Linked DNA regions of Sus scrofa: regions 1, 3 and 4 are each linked to region 2. The links are chromatin contacts, called in public Hi-C and promoter capture Hi-C maps. All regions are on one chromosome and are shown on one strand. Each heading gives the region's core, a stretch centred on a gene start, on an enhancer-like site or on the middle of the called end of the contact. The rest is flanking DNA. Distances are from core to core; before and after follow the strand shown.

Region 1 (3,017 bases), core at 242-2,741, 270 kb after region 2:
ATGAAGAGGCAGCAGAATGGCTTTCTCAAGGTTGCACTAGAAAGTGCAGGGGTTCCCTGGTGGCTCAGTGGGCTAAGGACCTGGCATTGTCACTGCTATGGCATGGGTTAGATCCTGGCATACAGTAGGCACACACACCACCCCCAACAAGTAAGGGCAGAACCAGGATGAGAGAGCAGCTCTAAGCCCCGACCGGTGAGTCCCACGATATACTCTGCTCTTCTCCCACCTTCTCTATTTTCAGAATCTTGGACTTAGCTGTTCTTCCTCCAAAATGTTTTCTCTTTATCTTCAAAACTTAAGAGGACTGTCAACTTTGAAATATCTCCTAATTTTGTCTACTAAGTGTTGTACTACCAAATATTAATCTTTTATCTTACTGATATTGAAACATTTAAAAATCCATACATATCTTTTTTTTTTTTTTTTTTTTTTTTTGTCTTTTCTAGGGCTGCTCCTGGGGCATATGGAGGTTCTCAGGCTGGGGATAGAATCGGAGCCATAGCTGCCGGCCTACGCCAGAGCCACGGCAACTCGGGATCTAAGCCTCATCTGCAACCCACACCCCAGCTCACGGCAACGCCGGATCCTCAACCCACTGAGCGAGGCCAGGGACTGAACCCGAAACCTCATAGTTTCTAGTTGGATTCGTTAACCACTGCGCCATGACAGGAACTTCAATCCACTCATATCTTAAAAGACTTTTTTTTTTCTTTTTTTGGAAATGATTTAAAGAATGTGGAAATTAAATAAAACCCCACTCTATTAAAAAGTGGGAAAAATAAAATCCTTAATCACCCCACCCCATTACCTCATTTCCTTTTCTTGGTCTCAGAATATCTACTTTTACCATACCTATTTGATTGGGGCGAGTGGGGGGGAGGGTGTAGCTGGGAGCTTCTGTGATGAATTTTCCCATATTTGTTGTTAGCTCTGAAGGAAAACGGCTACTTTAAACAAATTTTGTATTCCTAGCTTTTAATCTCAATAATAATATTGACTTTCAAATTTTTTAAATTAAGATGAAGACAAGTTAAGTGTATTTTACATCTAGACGGGGACAGCCCTGCAAAAGACTAGTCAAGTGCAGTAGTGAGAAGGGGGGAAAGAGTAGAACGAGGAGTTCGACCTGTAACTGACTGTGAACAATCAATTGAGATAACTCACTACCTTCGGACCAGCCAAAACTTCTGCTTGCTGTGTACACTATTTAAAGCTCACATATTTCCTCATTTTACCCTTACAGTGATATTTCAAATCGAGTTTACAAACAACATTTGCAGTATGGATGATATGCATCCTCTAACAATTCCTTCCGTGCATCTATTTATCAATAAATAGCAAAGTGTATTTAACAACAAGAATCAGAAGCACTACTGAGCATCCTGGGAAAGAGACATGCAAAATTAGCATCTCGTCACCAGGGTGTCTCCCGGCAGTGGAGTTCGTCTGTAGAGGCTCTGCCAGCACAGGATCCAGAGCTGTCCAATCGGCGCTGAGCTCCTTTGTCTATTTACCACATGTGACCTCCAGGCAGCTCTGCCAGATCTGGAGAAAACTCTGTGCACTGGAGCAGATCTAGTCCCCAGACCCCAAACCTTGGAACCAGTGTGCTCCCATCTTGGGGTCGGCTCCCTTCAGAAGAGCAGGAGTGCCTCCCTATCGCCCAAGATCTGCTTCTCCTCAAATCTCAACTGATTAAAAAACCCCCGAAAGATCACAGGAATGGAAGGAGGAGGCATCTGAAACACCCAAACATCTGGATGCTTCTGAGGCCATCCTGGCAGAGGGGGTCTCTGGTGCAGTGCCTCGGGGTTGTTCCTTGGCCCGATCTCATCTAATCTGTTTCCGTCCTTCCTTTGACGAAAATTCACATGAATGAGATATGGAAATGAGCTGATTAAATGTATTGATGACACAACAGGTAATCAGGAAGGCATGAAATTGACAGATGGGCTCATATTACATTAACTGGGACTGAGTTCTAGTCTTCACCACCAACTAGCTATATATCTTTGGAAAAGTTGCTTGCCTTGTTTGAACCTCAGTTTCTCCACTTTTAAAATGGACATAATCAGAATATCTACTTTGTAGGAGATTGGGAGGATTAAATGAGAAGCCATAGAATTCACTCAAATACATTAAAAAAAAAAAAAAAAAGGTCCTATGAGAATGTTAGCTCTCAAGGTTCAGAAATATTTTCTCTGGCTCAACAGGCACAAACTAATTAGAAACAAATGGATACAAATTAATAAGATAACAGACACAAATTAACAGCACTAGAGTTCCCTTTTCCATTAAAAACAAAATGAAAATCTGAGCAGGTACCAGATAAGAAAATCTCAAAAAGTAAAAGTGCAGATCCTAGTATAGTTACTCACAGGTCATTGTATCCCTGAGGTATGCTCAGACAGGTAGTGCCCAGAGCCCAGGGCTCAAGGTTTTTTTTTTTTGTTTTTTTGTCTTTTTGCCATTTCTTGAGCTGCTCCCGCGGCATATGCAAGTTCCCAGGCTAGGGGTCTAATCGGAGCTGTAGCTGCCAGCCTACGCCAGGGCCACAGCAACGCGGGATCCGAGCCACCTCTGCGACCTACACCACAGCTCACGGTAACGCCGGATCATTAACCCACTGAACAAGGGCAGGGATCAAACCCGCAACCTCATGGTTCCTAGTTGGATTCATTAACCACTGCGCCACGACAGGAACTCGGCTCAATTTTTTTTTTTAATTTCATTTTTATTTTTTAAATTCAAAGATGGAGTTCCCATTGTGGCTCAGTGGTAATGAACCCAACTAGGATCCATGAGGTGTTGGCATGAGCTGTGGTGTAGGTCAGATCCGGCACTGCTGTGGCTGAAGCCTAGGCTGGCAGGTGCAGTTTCAATTCAACCCATAGAAGTGGAACTTCCATATGCCAGAGGTGCGGCCCTAAAAAGCAAAATAATAATAATAATAGGATTTCCCCTTTTTTCTTTTATTCCGTCTATGTGCCCTCGCAGGTGACATTCTCTCAAAT
Region 2 (2,898 bases), core at 1-2,500:
CTGGTGTTGACGTAAGCTGTGGTGTAGATCACAGATTGGGCTCCGACCCCGAGTTGCTGTGGCTCTGGTATAGGCCAGTAGCAACAGCTCCGATTGGAATCTCCATATGCCGCAGGTGTGGCCCTAGAAAAGACAAAAAAGACAAAAATTTAAAATTAAAAAAAATAAAGGTAAAAACAATACAGGTGTGGGAAACATAATAAAGGAGTGGATCTGCACATACTTGGGAGTTACTGGCTTAGGTTACGCCCCTCATCAAGCTTAATGATTTGGAGCAAATTGCCTGATATGTCTGAGAAGTGGTATAGATGCTACCTGGTTGTGAGGTGGACATAAAAGTCAATGAATGACATAGTCTAAGAGCTGTCAGTAACAGTGCAGATGAGTGGCGAGTAAAAGCTAGAAGGAAGAAGCAGGAATTAAGGCAGTGAGAATTGGAGAGGATGGTTATAGGTGAACTAAATCCTTCCATTCAGGGAAAAGTGAGGTAGTAATTCAGTAGGGTTCTCTTGTGGCACAGCAGGTTAAGGATCTGGTGTGGTCACTACTGTGGCTCTAGTTCTATCCCTGGCCCAGGAACTTCTATATGCCATGGGTGCGGCTGGAAAAAAAAAGGGGGGGGAGAGGTTGAAAGAAACAAACAGTAAAGGGAAAGCTGACCCACTCCGTTCTTGTATTAGCTATGGGAAGGCACAGACAAGAAGACCATGTTGAATGGTGAGAAGGGAGAGGACAGTTTAGGGAAGATGGAGATGAGATACCTTGTTGTTTGAGGAAAATACAGGTTCCATTATGGGGAACAAGTAAGAGAAGCCATATATATACAGTGGAAAGCACTGTCCACAGGGACAAGCCTTCCATTTCTACCTTCAATTTTACCATGTGCCCACAAAAAAATTGCAAAATACACCTGTTTCTTCTTCTTTTTTGGTCTTTTCCAGGGCCACTTCCCATGGCATACTGAGGTTCCCAGCCTAGGGGTCTAATCCGAGCTGTAGACACTGGCCTACGCCAGAGCCACAGCAATGCGGGATCTGAGCCACATTTGTGACCTACACCACAGCTCATGGCAACGCCAGATCCTTAACCCACTGAGCAAGGCCAGGGATCAAACCCGCAACCTCATGGTTCCTAGTCGGATTCATTAATCACTGCGCTAAAATGGGAACTCCTCCTACACCTGTTTCTTTTAAATATCTAGAAGTGTAGGATGTAAACCAACAATTTAAAAATCATTGCATAGATTGAGATCATATACTTTAGTGACAAGTACAGACCAATGCCTTACTTCTAAAGGTACTTAACAAATGTTGACAAGTGACCACATTTCAATAGAAGGAAACAAATACTATGGGATATTCTAAGAGAAACCTGTATTCCTCAGGAGACAGCGTAGATTATGGGGGCAGCCCTCTACTCTGGGCCTAGGATTTCCACCCCACGGTGATACTAAAATCTTCTCCTGTTTTCATTTGGAGCAAAACAGGAAGTTATGTTCATCAAGTTTTTTGCCCAGGTAATTTGAAATTCTTCCTTGCTTGTTCATGGAAGTCGTGGGCCCTCTGGTATGTAAACCACATCATTCCAGCAGAAGCCCCTCCAAGCCCGCCTTTTGTCACCTAGGTCATCATAGGAAGCCAGGTGGCTATTTGTGCTGCAAAAATGTGCAGTTCAAGGACCCAATTGTGAGTTAATTTCACTTGACTGCGGTGAACTACTCCAGGACTCACGTGAAAACAATGTTATTCTGCAGTCACGCCTCATCGCATCCACATATATGGAAAAGCTTAAATTCCATTCTTGATTTGTCTTTACAGAGATTAATGGTAAAGCGAATCTTTATCAGCCCTTTGCCTAAAAAGGAGTTGGTTAAAGAGTTTGTGGAGGAAAGCTGGATTGGTTTGATTTCAGAAACGATTTTAGAGAGGCGCCGGGGAGCCGGGGCTCTGGTGCCGAGGCCCGCAGGTGTCTTGGGGCTGAGAATGGACCACACGTTTTTCTTTTCAAGGGCCCCTCGCCCATCCTCGACTTCATCAGCCGGTCGGGATCTGGCTTTTGGTTATTCCCCCGGCTGGGGAGGCAGATCCACCGGGTGTCGTTGTGTTCCGTGTCGGTTCAGGGTTCAGGGTGAGTGTGCGCGCAGGAGGGGGTGTGTGAGACCCTCTCCTCCAGGGAGTTTTGGGGCGGCTTCTTCCTAGGCTGGCGCCCCCAACCTCAGAAGGTGACCCCTCCTCGTTCGGCCCGAAGTGGCGGGAAGCCGGGTCCTTAGAGGCGGCCCGAAGGCGAGGGAGGCTGTAAAACCTGGAGGCGGATCCGGTGCGCTCGGCCGGGGATGGCGTGGGGTTTCAGAGCCAAGGACCGCGGGCTTCAGGTAGGGACCAGCCAGGCGAGCGGGGCCTCAGCGGCGTCGGGGGCCCTGGGGCCAGGGCCACGGCGGGCGGGAGGTTTCCGGGCCCCTCCCGTGCCGCGGGCTGGTGGGGAGATGGCGGCGACGGTTTCCCGGCTCCCCCGCCCCGGACGCGATGGCGGTGCGTTCCGGCCCTCCCCCACCAGCTTCACGCCCGCGGGAGCCGGAGCCGGTGAGGCCGGGAGGGCGGGGAGCGGCGGAGGAAAGGCGAGAGGGCGGAGGTTGCGTGGTGCAGGCGGCGGCGGCGGCGGCGGCGGCGGCGGGAGGAGGAGGAGGAGGAGGAGGAGGAGGGCCGGCGGGCGAGCAGGGGAGGAGGAGGAGGCGGGAGCCGTGTCGCACGCAGCTCCAGGCGGGGCAGCCCCGGCGGCTGAGGGACGCGGCCAGACCTTGGCGGGACGGGGATTTAACCGGGGCCCGGCCCAGCGACCAGGTGGAAACGTAGCCGGAGCCACTTAGGCACCCGGGAAATACGGGTGAGTGTCGGGGGTCCG
Region 3 (3,058 bases), core at 326-2,825, 330 kb after region 2:
TGTACTCGGTAGACTGCTATTAAACAGCATTGCATACTACAGAGAATGCACTCTTCCTGAAAAGAAGAGTCAATGGATGCAGCAAACTGCCCTGTTGTCTTAAGAAGTTGCCACAGCCATGCCTACCTTCAGCAACCACCACGCTGATCATCCATCGGTCATCAACATGGACACAAGACCTTCCACCAGCAAAAAGATTACAACTTGCTGAAGGCTCAGATGACAGTATTTTCAGCCATAAAGTGTTTTTTTTGTTTGTTTGTTTGTTTTAAGGGCCACACCTGCAGCATATGGAAGTTCCCAGGCTAGTCATTAAATTGGAGCTGTAGCTGCCAGCCTACACCTCAGCCACAGCAATGCCAGGTCTGAGCTGTGTTTGCAACCTACACCACAGCTCACAGCAAGGATGGATCCTTAACCCACTGAATGAGGCCAGGGACTGAACCCACATCCTCATGGATACTAGTGGGGTTTGTTACCTCTGAGCCACAACAGGAACTCCCATAAAGTATTTTTAATTAAGGATGTACATTGCTTCTTAAGACATAATGCTATTGCAAACTTGAATAAACTATAGTACAGTGTAAACATAACTTTTAGAGGCACTGGGAAACCAAAAAGTTGGTGACTCCCTTTACTGTGATATTTGCTTTATTGCAGTGATCTGGAACCAAACCCCAAATACCCCCGAGATATGCCTGCATTTATAATTTTTGCTATAAAATTCTTACATATCTTTTATTTATTTGGGCATAGGAATTATTATTTTTGTTGACTGTTAAAGGTAACTTAAAAGTGATGATCTCATGAATTCATTTAGTAACCTGCACAAAGACTCAATATCTAGGTTTATAAAATGCAGAAAAACATAAAACTTCGATTTCAACAAAACATGAAATAATCAAATAATGTTTACCCATTTAGATTTTCATATCCTCTCCTAGCTTTCCAACATAGTCTCCTTCCTTCTTACACTCAACACAAATTTCAACCCTTTAGCATTAAATTCTAACATTTAATCTTATGCCAACCATCATTCAACCATTCGTGATCTTAAATCTTTTAAAACACTTGTCCTAAATTCAAAAACCATAACGTAAAACTGGTTAAACTGTAACACCCATAGCCGGCCCCAGACCAATTCTGATCCTTTCCCTCGCACGCCCGCCCCCGCCTGACTTGGCCAGTTCTGTGTTCGGCTTTGTTTAGGGCTTTGGCTATCGACGAGCCCCAGGAGCGGCGGTCACCGGCTCCGTCAGCGTCCAGACCCCATACCCGGAGCCTAACGCGACCCTCACGACCTTGCCCCATCCGTCCGCCACCGCCCCGCGAGGACCCCAGGATGCCGGCCTGCTGAGCCGGAACCCGAGGACCGGTCCTGAGAGGGAGGCCCTCTTACCGGAGCCTGCTTGGCCATGGCTCTTTGAAATCCCGCCCGGCCCCGGCTCCGGCCCGGGATACCTCCACGCCCCGCGACCAGGCGTACGGTCACCTTCCCCGCGGCCGTCTAGCGCTCCCCGGTGACCCGCAGGTCCAGCCTGGGCACGGTGCTTGCTGGCACTTGCGTCCACTTCGCCCCACAGCGCCCCCTGCGACCGGGAGGAGGGAGCGGCGCCCGCAGGAGCTGCCTACGCAGTGAGGGCGGGCACCAGCTCAGGAAGCAGCAGCTGAAGGTGGTGACCCATCCTCGCCCTCTCAGGAAATCCAGGGCAAGGAGGCAGAGGTGGAGACGGAAAGAGAGGGAAATGCAGAGTCAGCTGCAAACGGATGGAGAGGAGACGCGCTCTTCACTGAGATGGAGACAGTGAGAGGGCATGCAGGGGTTTGGATCCTCTCCAGAGCCGACCCCAGAAGGATTAGGCTGGAGGGGTCATCTATGTCCTGATACCAGGAATCAAGTGAAAGAGGTGAGGGGCATTATTGAACATGTTCCCCTAACCCGTGGGCAAATGGGAGGGGGGAGTCCATCCTGCTGGGGACTCTGAGAGGGTGCAGACCACCCCTCACGATGGTCCTGGCAAGGGCGAGGAGGCTGGGTATTCATCCTCAGGAAGTCAGGCAGAGGAATGGGACCGTTGACCCCATGGAGTTAAATAAGGAACATGACTCCTAGTCTGTAAAGCATGAGAAATGACATATAGCCTAAATATGAAATGGATCTTAAATTTACATGCCTTTCACTCTTAAGCCGTCAGAATGGTTGAATTGCTTAGATATATGTAATTGCTATCCCTACCTTAATAAATTTTTAAACACAATATGTATATAATTTAACAATAAAGCAGATTTTAAAAGACATGAAAGTTGTTCATAATTCTGGTACTCTAAATAAATGTTCAATTTTGCTTCATATAGACTTCCAGCCTCTGTCCACAGACATCTCCTTTTGCATGGTTCAGAGATACACATCATTTTGTGTCTTTTTCTTTTGTTTTGACTTGCCACATCAGTTTTTCATGTTTCTCATAACTCATAATTACACTCTTAAATGGCTGTGATTTAAGGTAGTGTATTAATCTGCTAGGGCTGCCATAACAAAGTACCATGGACTAGGCATATAAACAACAGAAATTTTCTTATAGTTGTGGAGGCCAGAGCATCAAGGTGTCAGCAGGGTTGATTTCCTCTGAGGATTCTCCTTGGCTTGCAGATGGCTGCCTTCTCCCTGTGTCCTCCCATGGTTGTCCCTTGGTCTGGGTGTTCTAGGTCCCAATCTCCACTTATGAGGACACCATTTATATTGGATTAGGGCTCACCCATAATGCCTCATTACCTCTTTAAAAGCCCTATCTCTAAATATAGTCACATTCTGAAGTACTGAGGGTCAGGACTTCAACATATGAATTTTTGGAAAACAAAATTCAGCCCATAACAGGTATAGGAGTGTCAGATATTTAGGGGTAGTTAAAAAATTTGTGGCCATAAATAATTTGCTTGAATGTATTCATACATGTAGTCTTTTTTCTTTTCTTTTTTTTTTTGTCTTTTTAGGGCCGCACCTGTGGCACATGTTGGTTCCCAGGCTAGGGGTCCAATCAGAGCTGTAGCTGCCGGCCTA
Region 4 (2,857 bases), core at 335-2,834, 300 kb after region 2:
CATATGGCATCAGTGACCTGTGACCCAAATGACAAATTCACTTGTCCTAGAAGCCTGTGGTGCCCACCCATGACTGCCATTCTTCCAGGCCTTTTAAGAATCCCGAAAAACAGAACCACTAGGTCAGAACCAAGACAAAGCTGTCTGCTTTTCCGCTCAGATCCAAAAACTAGCCCCGCCCCTTTACTGGTTCTCCAACTTTCAAGATGCCTCCCAAAGTTATTCTGCCCTTCATATCAGTGAAGAATGTTGTGAAATGAAGATTTCAGGGCTCACCCCTGCATTCTGCTAGGTTTATTTTGGGACTCTGTATTCAAATAAGCACCAGGTGATTTGGATAAAGGTCCTAAGACACACCGGTAGGTGACATGGCTCTCTAGTTTCTGCTGGCAGGTGTTCTTTTCAAGAGGTGGTTTCTAACTTCCTTTTCTATGTGGGTAAAGACCCTTGAATCAGTGACTGGCATAAAAGTTACTCAATCTGTTTGAAAGAGTATAAAGTTCACACTTCCCCTACACGCTAACATTAGAAAGGGGGGGGTATTTATATTGGAATAAACTCAACAGGAAAAAACTCTAGTCATCTAGAGAAAGTCCAGGGAGGAAGAAGGTTAAGACCAGCAAGGAGCTGTTCTCTAGGAATAGCATTTTTCTCTCGACTATAACTTTCCAATTTTCCAAGTTTTCTTATACCATTTGTTTCCAGCTAGCTGATTCCAAAGAACAATGCAGGAGCCATGACAAGTAGCTGTCCAAAGTTTCTCGCGGAGCGGGCACTTTACTGGCAGGGTCCACACTTAACTTCCAGAACCCAGCGCGGTGATAGGCACATACAATAAGTGCTGAAATAATGCTTGCAGAAAGAATGCTACCTCCAAGTTTCCACAAGATGCAAACCAAGCCACCCCTTTCTCCCTCAAACCACAACCCTTGAGTTAATAATATCTGAACGTATAAACCACATTTTTAAGACGCAAATGCTTAAGAGGTTTCCCACTTGGGTCTTCACGCCCTCGCCGCTTCTCTAAAATCTGTTATGAAATCAACGGCCCCTCTCCCTTCACCCTCCCTGGGCGTGTTAGCCTAAAACGCTTAACCAGTTCCCAAGCGCCCCTTCCCAGGAACCGGCAGTCAGCCTCGGACCCGAGGGAAAATGAACAGAATCTGGGCGAAGGAGCCAGCGTGCAAAGAAGGCACTTTACACCTCTCCACATCCTAAGCCCCGGGGCAGCCCCGGCCCCTTCGCCGCCCTCCTCTTCCACATCTCCTAAGCGACCCTGCCCCGCGCTACCACCTTCAAACTCCAGCAAGTCGCCGGTGCCCGCGCGCGGTGCCCCCGGGCCCGGAGGCCCGACCCGCCGCCGGCCGCTCACCTTCGTCTGGGCCCCCGGCGCTCGCCGCGGCCAGCAGCTGAGCCAGGGCCAGGAGCAGGAGGAGCAGGCATGCTTTCCGGGGCCTCATCGCTGCGGTGCGGAGAGGCCTCCTCACTCCAGTTACTGCCGGGCGCTCCTGGACCTCAGGCCCTGGTCTCGCGAAACGAACCTAGAGGGAGGGAAAGAAACCCCCCGGAAGACCTCGCCAGCAATTGACTGGGGGCGGGGGAAGCCGCTGGCCGGCCAATCCCAGTCCGACTCCAGGCGCGGGCGGTGAGCGCCTGGGTGAGCGTATGAGCCCGGCGACACCGCCCACAGCTCAGATCCTCCACCCCAGCCTCCACCGCGCGCCCGGCGGCTTGCGAGTTTAAAGCTCTGAGTCCTAACGTGAGGTGCCCCCTTCTGATTGGCTGCGCCGCGGCCTCCAATCAGCGGCTGCCACTCGGTTTACCCGGAGCGCACAGGCTGAGAGAGAGAGCGGGGAGAACAAAGGCGGCGGGCCAGGGCGGGAGGGGAGGGGTCGGGCTACGCCTCGAGGAGCTATTGGCCGGTGGTGCTGTGGGAGGGGCCTGGGAACCGAGGAGGGCGGGGTTACAGGCTGTAGAAATGGGCAAGAAGAACACGTGTCCTTACGGGAGTAATGGATAGTGGACTAATGTGCAGACCGCAGGGAACAGGGGAGGCCCAGGAGCGAAGTAGCAGAGGGGTCCGAGCTAGTCTGTTGATGGGAAAGGGAGAAAATGGGACTCCTGAGTTGGCTTCATGTTCGTGACCTTTTCCGTTCCTGATTGAAAGCTGCATTTCTTTCCTATATTAAAACACAAATTGGCCTTGAGGGCCGGGATCGCATGCAGTGAAAGTGAATCCAGAACTAGGATATGGGGAAGCTTTTCTCCAGGGTTTCCTGTGAAACCCTGAATCCTAAACTTTGCTTCATGTTATTTCTCTCCTGATTTTTTGCAAAAGTGAAATAACAGGTTTACATAAGTCTAAAAATAGACTTGAGGTTTTCCCTCTTGACAATTTAGGAGGGAAAAACTAGGTTAAGGTAATGATTTTTGTGTGTCAAGTCTGTGATGTGTCTTAGGATTTGAGATTTCTTTAACACTTGGGGATTTGTATGCCTGAAGAGTCACAGAAAAGAAATAGGTCAAAACTGGAGAGTCTAGAGTATTTTACTGTGTATACACATTAAGTCAGCAGGAAAGAAAGCTGGCTACTCACAGAATTTAGCAATTAGAAATTTTTTATTTGATCTTTTAAATTTAATAAATTTTTATTGAACTCCCGAATCTGATGGTTCCCCCCCTCAATTTTGTTGGGCAGGAAGATGTTACACAATCCACTTTAAAGAGTAAATATATACTGATTTATCAGAATGCTATAAATGTAGAATATCAAACAGTTCAACATCATTTTAAGGAGCTCTTCAAAAGATATTTTTCTTCTGTGCCCAGGCAGAATTTTTATATTTCATGGTAGTTT

The links. Promoter capture Hi-C pulls out the DNA fragments that hold promoters and counts their contacts. A called contact is a pair of places that touch in the nucleus more often than the background predicts.
Region 1: a Hi-C map of skeletal muscle shows a contact between it and region 2, with 5 times the contacts expected there. The contact joins the enhancer-like site here to the promoter of CUL1 in region 2. A contact is called at or near these places in 1 of 5 promoter capture datasets (liver), 4 of 47 Hi-C or Micro-C datasets (embryonic fibroblasts, heart right ventricle, skeletal muscle and 1 more) and 2 of 2 datasets of contacts at active chromatin or transcription factors (alveolar macrophages and skeletal muscle).
Region 3: a promoter capture Hi-C map of liver shows a contact between it and region 2, with 4 times the contacts expected there. The contact joins the promoter of ZNF786 here to the promoter of CUL1 in region 2. A contact is called at or near these places in 1 of 5 promoter capture datasets (liver) and 1 of 2 datasets of contacts at active chromatin or transcription factors (alveolar macrophages).
Region 4: a promoter capture Hi-C map of fetal liver shows a contact between it and region 2, with 3 times the contacts expected there. The contact joins the promoter of PDIA4 here to the promoter of CUL1 in region 2. A contact is called at or near these places in 2 of 5 promoter capture datasets (fetal liver and liver), 4 of 47 Hi-C or Micro-C datasets (embryonic fibroblasts, epiblast stem cells, heart right ventricle and 1 more) and 2 of 2 datasets of contacts at active chromatin or transcription factors (alveolar macrophages and skeletal muscle).

What each region holds. Positions count from the first base shown.
Region 1 is chr9:109,286,140-109,289,156 of Sscrofa11.1, reverse strand. No RefSeq gene overlaps it. Among named protein-coding and RNA genes, the nearest start is that of PDIA4, 27 kb to the right of the region's middle. Within about 2 kb of position 1,491, at least 68 of the 83 cell types and tissues checked have an H3K27ac peak or open chromatin away from gene starts, as enhancers often do. A contact at or near this core is called in alveolar macrophages, embryonic fibroblasts, liver and 2 more, where this site is marked.
Region 2 is chr9:109,557,466-109,560,363 of Sscrofa11.1, reverse strand. It overlaps CUL1 (cullin-1), which reads left to right and starts at 1,250. Exons shown (of 22, transcript XM_021063586.1): 1 at 1,250-2,127.
Region 3 is chr9:109,231,979-109,235,036 of Sscrofa11.1, reverse strand. It overlaps ZNF786 (zinc finger protein 786), which reads right to left and starts at 1,575. Exons shown (of 4, transcript XM_005667769.3): 1 at 1,400-1,575. The coding sequence starts at 1,417.
Region 4 is chr9:109,259,577-109,262,433 of Sscrofa11.1, reverse strand. PDIA4 (protein disulfide isomerase family A member 4) reads right to left here and starts at 1,584. Exons shown (of 10, transcript NM_001267834.1): 1 at 1,373-1,584. The coding sequence starts at 1,460.